Regions from separate parts of the Mus musculus genome. Here regions 2 and 3 are each linked to region 1. The links are chromatin contacts, called in public Hi-C and HiChIP or PLAC-seq maps. All regions are on one chromosome and are shown on one strand. Each heading gives the region's core, a stretch centred on a gene start, on an enhancer-like site or on the middle of the called end of the contact. The rest is flanking DNA. Distances are from core to core; before and after follow the strand shown.

Region 1 (2,700 bases), core at 196-2,695:
GTAGCTATGTGCTTTCTTGTAAAGGCATGGGAGATGTTTACGGGCATTCCATAAAAGTGAGAGGCGTCCCCTCTGATTTCTTTTGAATGGTGGGAAAAGGAGCTGTGGAAATTTTGAAATAAGACAAAAATACTTTCTGTGGATAGGAAAATGAGAAAATTTAGGGGAGCACAGTCGAGTGCCAGTTATGAGGGTTTCACATAAAACTCATCAGCACTATTGTAATTTCTTCAGGAACAGAGTTAAGTGCAGAGAACATAAATTTGGTTTTTCACCAAGCAAAATATTCCAAGCTATCAGAGAGGTGGCTATCAGATTCCTGGGAGTTAGCAAAGAAACGATCTTTAAAAAAAAAAAACAAAAAACAACAAAAAAAACCTAGACTACAGACTTTCGTCTGCACACGAAATGAGTGGGTATGGCACTAGGGAGGCAAAAGTGACAGAAAACTTTTAACTTTTATTGTTGAAGGCACACTGCGGTACATCATCCAGAGGAAGAGAATACAGCCATCTGAAGACAACCGTTTAGAATGAGCCCTTACGGGAGAGACGAGGGATACGTAGACCATTTTAGACATGGAAAGATAAGGGAACCACAGGCCACGAGGCTGAATGGATCACGGGTGGGAAACTTCAGAAAACGATGACAGCTGCTCTCAGCTCAGTTAGCTGGGCCTTGGTGCCACCAAACCCGTCATGAATGAAATCTATGGAAACCCTGGTCTGTCGCAGGTTAGCATAGGTCTTCCAGCTGCAGGAACTCAAAAGGGGTCAACTTAAAAATCATACTAAGATGGAGCTGGGTAACCTGTGTTAGCCATCAACTGAACTGCTGAAGCACAAGGAAGGGCCCAACAAGGACACAAGGTCCTACACCCCCATTTCCCAATCCCGCTAAGCACTTTTTATAAAGATCCAAGTGTGTGTGACTGGGAGTTCAGCACCTAGGCACCCAGTCGTTGTGTTTATACACAACAAAGCAAAAAAACTGAAGTTAAGAGTGTTCGGGTCGGACCTGTCAAAAGTCCAGACTTGGGAAGTCCTCCCTAACTTCCGGTAACAGCTGGTCCAGGTAAAGACCTTTAAATCAAGTAAACGGGTTCCATCCTCGTCCAACCTTCTTCCCGTTGCACCTGCCCACCCAGAGCGTTGCGAGGGGCCACTGGCTTTCAGCAGAAATGCCGCACCCTTCCTCCTGTCCCCCTCTGTCCCGCCAGGCCCGGCCAGCTCCAGCCCTGCCTGTCACTCACACTTTGTACGGCAGCCGCGGGTCCGACGTCAACGTGATTTTAAAGGACACCTTCGACCTGCCGGAGAGAACGAGAAGGCGTTACGGTCGGGACCGGCCACGGGGTTAAGGCCGGGACACAGGGACGGATACTTACATGGTGGAACCGCCTGACACACACCGCGCCCAGCCGCCCGCCGCGCTTCCTTGATGGCCGGCAGCGGGGGCCTTCGCGGCCCACGTCGCCCTCCAGCGCGGCTATCCACACAGCGCCTGAAAATTGTGTCGGAGCTCACAGGCTACAGAAGGCCGATAGCCCACAGTTAGACATTTCATTCTGAGTGTGTCTGTATCAAGTTGAAGTGTAAATGGTAGAGAGAGGATATGTTTCTACTTTTGGTAGTTCACTGACACATTTTTAGTCAGGCAATATAAGGGATGTCAAACAGAGCGGCCGCTAGGTCCCCACTGGCTGGTTACGGCGGAAGTAGGGACTGAGTCGAAGCCGGACGTGGCGGCGGAACTGGGGCCGGGACTCAAGGTCCGGGCGGATGAGGAAGCGTTGCGGAGTTGCTAAGCAACCTAGCAGCCGGCACAGATAGATACTAGAGAAGCTGGACTCAGTTGCTTTAACTAACAACGTTCTTTGATCTTTCTAGCATTTCTGATAATACGATTTCCATCCGTATTAACCTTATAGTTTTCTTCACATACTTCACACTTCACTACAGACTTTTTAATAATTTCAAAAGAAAGTTATCACGATAGAATTATGCTGAGATTCCTGTTAGGGCCCAGAAGAAAAAATTGTATCCTAGCACTAGCAGGTTTTGGAGGGAAAAAAAAATCATTACTATATCCCGTTGTTCTTGATGTGTCCAAATAGACTTTAACTCTAATGCAAGGTTGCCAATCAGGTACATTTGTTCAGCTGACCAATGAACCTTGTGTACAGCAGGCACTAAACTAAAGGCTGAGCTCACTGTGTACACCAGACATAACCAAAGGCTGTGATCCCAAGCAATCAGGCATAAGTCCTTTAGCATCTGTCAGTCGGTTGGATTTCTATCGTGAGAGGGGAAAGCTGTCTTTCATCTTTATCACAATGTAAACGCCAAGATAAGCATTCCATCTCACAATAACTATACCTTTAAAAAATATATACTGCAGTAAGTTGATGAAGCCAGAAATAGGCACTGAACCAAGAGGAGACCCAGTCAAACTTTAGAATGACAGGTGGATTCTTCATGAGAAATCCTGATAGATTAGAAGCTCCCTTAAGAACATTGGAACTACATCTCATCTTTCCTGTAATGTTTTCTATAATGGTCTATAATGTTTTCTCCCAAAGGTGAGAATTCTGGTGCTGACTGTAAGTAGCACTCCAATATTCTCCTGCTGTATGCCATGTAGTGAATCCAAGAGACATATACTGACTTGTAGATATGGATATCAAGGCCTGTATCTTCT
Region 2 (2,825 bases), core at 40-2,539, 700 kb after region 1:
GTAGTGCCTGAGGAGGCCAGAAGGTGTTGGATCCCTTGGAACTGAAGTCATGGTGTCAGTGAGACTCTCAATGTGGGTACTGGAAATCAAACTAGGATCCTTTTACAAGGAGAGAATGTGCTCTTAACCTCTGCACCATCTCTCCAAGTCCTTCACGTAGGTGGGCTTTTTTTTTTTTTTTTTTAATTTAAGATCCCTCTTTTTTTCTGGCATTAGTCGTTGTAATCCCTTCCTTTACTGCAATCACAGGCTCCCACAAGGCAATTTCTGCATATGGCCTCTCGGTCTTGTTGGCCAGGCTGCTGGACCAGAATGCTAATGTCTGTGCATGCTCACCACCCATGGGAAGATTTATTCTTTCCTCCCATTGACTGGACATTCGGTTGTTATTCTGATGTTAAATATCAGTGTTCACACTGATGAATCTCAGGCTTTTCGGGAGTCATAGTTCAAAGCCTGAGAGATGAAGGCTATACGTTATTATAAGCTGGGATCTAGACAATATATGCCTCCCTGTTGGGCTAACCCACTGTGGGCCTGCTAGCAACCCCAGGATAGCACGTGCTCACCCTGCTCTGCACACAAATGCTTTTTCCACAGATATTTTTTTGCTAGTGTAGGTTTAGTTTAGTCTACAAATTAAACTAAATTGCAGTTTCAAGAGGAAAAATGTGATTATCCAGCATGCTCCCTGTCTAGATTTTCATGTTACTTTTGAAATCATTGTTGAAACTAGCCTTCAAACCTGACCTTGGAGTCTGACTGTAGCCTAGACAGTGAGAGGAAAATAGAAGATGCGTGTTCTTTCAGCCACCTGCGAGTAACTGTGACATATATGCCAGACACAAATACCTTCATCTTAGAGGAGAGGATTTGTTCTGATTCGTGGTTTCTGAGAACTCAGCCAATGGCTGCTTGGCTCTATGAGTTTAAACAAAGGGAGCATGTCAAAATGGAGCAGACAGTAAAGATGAGGCCTCAGGAAGGAGCTACACTAAGATGCACCTACAGGGGCCTGCCCCATGACCTACTTTCTGCATGTATGCCCCTCCCCTATGACCTACTTCCTGCAGGTATGCCCCACCCCACTATGACCTACTTCCTGTAAGCATGCCCCACCCTATGACCTACTTCCTGCAGGTATGCCCCACCCCACTATGACCTACTTCCTGCAAGTATGCCCCACCCCACTATGACCTACTTCCTGCAGGCATGCCCCACCCCCTACGACCTACTTCCTGTAAGCATGCCCCACCCTATGACCTACTTCCTGCAGCTGTGCCCCACCTCCTGATCTTTGCCTGGCTCCCAGGAAAGCATAACCTGGGGATCACTCCAGTCTCCTTAGCACACACTAAGGCAAGATGACAGCAGGATGCAAAGACCCTGGGAGGCTGGTCTCTCGGGACCACACTTAACCCATTTGCCTCCACTGGGTTTCTGCTGACAGACATGCACTGAACACAAAATATCATTTTTCTTCTCTATAGAACGGTCTCCAAAACACTCTCTTTCCTCAATCTTTTCCCAGATTAGGAAAGAAAATAGTGACGACTTTACCGAGAGACATGTGACAATGGTCATATTACAATGAAAAAGGAAACTTGCAGGCAGGGTGGAAATGTGGCAATTTGGGTTTTTCTATTTCAATGGGAAGAGAATGTCCCCCTGTTGCTGTGTGAAAATTCACCAGACACCAAGGTGACATTCTTGTCACTTTGCATATGAAATAACTTCACGGCCACTTGACTGTGCCACCAAGGTGTGAGCTCTGCAATCCAATAAAGGAACCACCAAGACCAAACTGTTTCTTGGAAAGTTGGATAATGGCTTGGCTCTTTTGTGCTTACATTGGCAGAGCCATTTGGGGAAGGACTGACTCGCTTCCTGTCTCGCTTCCCAACTCGCTTCCTGGCTCACTCTTTTCCTGCCTTTAGCCAGTGAAGGCAAGAACAGGCAAGGACGATGGATGGAATGTTTAAATAAATGAGTGCACACTCCTTGGGTTAGCTTCAGACTCTAGGCCTTACACATGTGAAAAAAAAACAAAAAACAAAAAAACAAAAACAAAAACAAGCAACAACAAACCTCTGCATATCTACCTGACCACAACTCCCTAGCAACCAGCTTTCTTCTCCCTAGTCACTTTACCCTGCTCCTAAGCATGCAATGGTCTTCTGGTTGTCTGCCTGCCTGCCCTGCTGTTGGTGGTACTGACATTAAATACACTGCCTCTCTCTTTTAGGTAGCAGGCTCCTCTAGAGACAAACTGCTGTATTTATAAACCTTCAAAATATCTTTCTCTTTTTTTCTAAAATTTTCTGACATAAGTTGACCATGCCCTTACTCACCACATGCTCTTGAACATGTTCTGACATCTGGAACAAAGTATGCCCAAAGATGTGGCCTTCCTTTTTCTTTCTTGAGCTAGGACCTCAAAGCAGAGCGCTCAGAATGTACTACTCAACTGAACAGCCTGGTGAATGTTTCTGTGGCTAAAGGGCTTCCTATGTGCATACACATAGGGTCCCTGGATAAAATCCCCATGTTCCTTTAATTCATGGAGGGTGTGGCTTTGGAAATTATTCCCCCGTCCCCCACCTACCCCCGCCATCCGCCATCCTTACCTGCCACAGGTAAGAAGTTCTCCAACATTCTCTGCTTGGTAGTGCACGCCTTTAATCCCAGCACTTGGGAGGCAGAGGCAGGATAATTTCTGAGTTCAAGGCCAGCCTGGTCTACAGAGTGAGTTCCAGGACAGCCAGGGCTACACAGAGAAACCCTGTCTCAAAAAAACAAAAACAAACAAAAAAATAGCTTCATAC
Region 3 (2,790 bases), core at 146-2,645, 730 kb after region 1:
TCTTGGACTCTGGAGCCTTCAGAACCGTAACAAGCTAGGCACAGCAGCCCCCACCTATGGCTGCAGCTGAGGGAGTCTGAGGCAGGAGGGCTGTGAGTTGAAGGCCTTTCTGGGATACATGGGGAGTGTGACTTTGTTTCGATACACAACAAAACCAAATCCAAAAAGATCAGTGAGAAGTAAACCTTTCTTTTCTTCAACTTAAATCTTATTTTCCTCTGTGTGTGTGTGTGTGTGTGTGTGTGTGTGATTGTGTGAGTGTGTGTGTGTGCGTGTGTGTGTGTCTGAGTGCATGTGTGTGAGTGTGTGAGTGTGTGTGAGTGTGTGAGTGTGTGTGTGTGTGTGTGAATGCCATGTGAAGGCAGGTACCTATGGAAGCCAGAATATGGAGTTGAATCCCCTAACCTGGAGCACAGGAGGTTGTGGGCACCAGGTCTTCTGCAAAAGCAGGCAGTCCTCTTAACCACTGAGCCATCTCTCCAGCCCCTACTTCTATTATTTTTCCTGCACTGGGGATGGAATACCTGGCCTCAATCGTGCTAGATAAGTGTTCTACCCATCCCCTACTTATTTCCTACTTTCTGATTATTTGTTTACTTATTTATTATTTTTACTCTTTGATTAAGGCTTCACCAGGTTAACCAGGACGGCTCTGAACTCCCTCTGCATCTCAGACAGACCTTGAGACTTGTGACCCAGGAGAACAAATGTTTTTCACAAAAGGTCTATATAGCTGTCTTCTGAGAATCTCTGACAGTGCCTGACAAATACAGAGGTGGATCCTCGGAGCCTACTATTGGACTGAGCACAGGGTCCACAATGAAGGAGCTAGAGAAAGGACCCAAGGAGCTGAAGGGGTTTGTAACCCCATAGGAGGAACAACAATATCAACCAACCAGTATCCCCAGAGTTTCCAGGGACTAAACCACCAACCAAAGAGTAGACATGGTGGGACTCATGGCTCCAGCTGCATATGTAGCAGAGGATGGCCTAGATGGACATCAATGGGAGGAGAGGCCCTTGGTCCTGTGACGGCTCTATGCCCAGTATAGGGGACTGCCAGGGCCAGGAAGTGGGAGTGGGTGAGTTGGTGAGCAGGGGGAGGGAATAGGGGTTTTTCAGAGCAGAAACCAGGAAATGGGATAACGTTTGAAATATAAATAAAGAAAATAGCTAATAAAAAAAAAAAAGTTTTAAAAAGAAAAACTAAAAAAACTAAAGTTTGAAATTTAGAAAACAGACTTCAGTTTTCTGCCTGGGCATGCGAGACACTTTCTATTCTCTAACAGTAAGTTGAAAGTTGAACAAACTGGAAAACCCAGGTGGCTTCATAGTCCCCAGCCACTGCCCCACCACCGGAACCCAGAGCAGGCTGGCAGGGAAGGCGGAAGTGTAACCAACGCAAGGCTCACTGCAGGCTCGGCGGGAAGAGTCTGAACTCAGGAAATGCCAGCCACAGTGGGGCCTGACACGGCTGTCAACTTTACTTCTCAGAGTTTCAGCTAATCCTTACAGTGGACATTTGAGAAAACTCACCCATGCTTCCAACTCCGGGAAAGGAATCATTGTTAGATGCTCTGTTCTCAGTCGGGTCCGCTCTGGAGAAACTGACTTGTAAAGGTTTTTGTTTTGTTTTGTTTTGTTTTGTTTTTAGAATTAATTTTTTTATTAGGTATTTTCCTCATTTACATTTCCAATGCTATCCAAAAAGTCCCCAATACACTCCCCCCACCCAACTCCCCTACCCACCCACTCCCACTTTTTGGCCCTGGCCTTCCCCTGTCCTGGGGCATATAAAGTTTGCAAGTCCAATGGGCCTCTCTTTCCAGTGATGGCCGACTTATCCTAGCCGAGGGGCCGGCAGGGAGAGCGATGCTGCAGGAACCTCGGTTTCTCCCAGCCTGAGAGCTCCGGCTTCCCGACCACTCCTTGCCACTGCATTTCTCCACACCTACGGACAATGCAGGATATCCCGCTTTCAAGAAAAAAATATAGGACACACTAAAAGGCTTACACACACACACAAAGACATTAGTTAAAAATGAGTTCAGCTGCACCATCAATCAACTGGATCAGTCGATAACTAGAGTCGAATTCATCGAACAGCATACTGCACATAGCTCAGGAGTTCAAATTGAACACTTGACAAAGTGTTCTGAGCCACAAGAAGATCTTCGAGAATAAAAGACTTTGGAACACACTCACTGTCTCTCTCAGACTAAGGTGAAGCTGGACTAACCATCAATGACAGAAAGGGACCTGAGTACCCCTCATGTGTGCAGATTAAATTCTGTAACACATAACAGCAAGGAGAAAAGAAATTTAAAATAAGCATTTTGCACTAAATAAAAACACAACTCATCCAAATGTGTGGGAATCAGTAACAGCGAAGTTTAAAGGGAAATGAACATCACTAAATAAATATTTAGAAAAGAAATATCTAGAGGCTGGAGAGATAGTCCACTAGGTAAGAGCACTGGCTGTTCTTCCAGAGGTCACACGGTTCAGTTTCCAGTACCCACATGGTGTCTCACAACCATCTGTAAGTCCAGTTCTGAGGAGTATGTCGCCCTCTTCTGGTCTCTGTGGGAACTGCACACATATGGCAAATATATAATAAAAGTAAGAAAATCTCTTTAAAAATATATACCTGGCTTAAAGATACAGAAGCTAGTTACTAGCTACAACATTTACATGATATTCAAATAGTCTACATAGAAATAAGCAAATAAATTATTGGAATCTAGTTTAAAATTTACAGTCATATTATGCTGAAGTAAAAATTTACTA

Evidence for each region. A called contact is a pair of places that touch in the nucleus more often than the background predicts. HiChIP or PLAC-seq counts read pairs in DNA pulled down with a chosen protein or histone mark.
Region 2: a Hi-C map of rod photoreceptor shows a contact between it and region 1, with 2.9 times the contacts expected there. The contact joins the enhancer-like site here to the promoter of Ufm1 in region 1. A contact is called at or near these places in 4 of 39 promoter capture datasets (cranial neural crest, hippocampal neurons and liver) and 1 of 484 Hi-C or Micro-C datasets (rod photoreceptor).
Region 3: an H3K4me3 HiChIP or PLAC-seq map of pro-B cells shows a contact between it and region 1, with 5 times the contacts expected there. The contact joins the enhancer-like site here to the promoter of Ufm1 in region 1. A contact is called at or near these places in 5 of 39 promoter capture datasets (cranial neural crest, embryonic stem cells, hippocampal neurons and 2 more) and 1 of 115 datasets of contacts at active chromatin or transcription factors (pro-B cells).

Annotation. Positions count from the first base shown.
Region 1 is chr3:53,862,362-53,865,061 of GRCm38.p6, forward strand. Ufm1 (ubiquitin-fold modifier 1) reads right to left here and starts at 1,446. Exons shown (of 6, transcript NM_026435.5): 1 at 1,388-1,446; 2 at 1,253-1,309. The coding sequence starts at 1,389.
Region 2 is chr3:54,566,407-54,569,231 of GRCm38.p6, forward strand. No RefSeq gene overlaps it. Among named protein-coding and RNA genes, the nearest start is that of Gm31154, 33 kb to the left of the region's middle. Within about 2 kb of position 1,290, at least 36 of the 459 cell types and tissues checked have an H3K27ac peak or open chromatin away from gene starts, as enhancers often do. A contact at or near this core is called in rod photoreceptor, where this site is marked.
Region 3 is chr3:54,588,781-54,591,570 of GRCm38.p6, forward strand. It overlaps Gm40050 (a long non-coding RNA gene), which reads right to left. Exons shown (of 3, transcript XR_867293.1): 3 at 1,771-1,951. Among named protein-coding and RNA genes, the nearest start is that of Gm40050, 11 kb to the right of the region's middle. Within about 2 kb of position 1,396, at least 85 of the 459 cell types and tissues checked have an H3K27ac peak or open chromatin away from gene starts, as enhancers often do. A contact at or near this core is called in pre-B cells and pro-B cells, where this site is marked.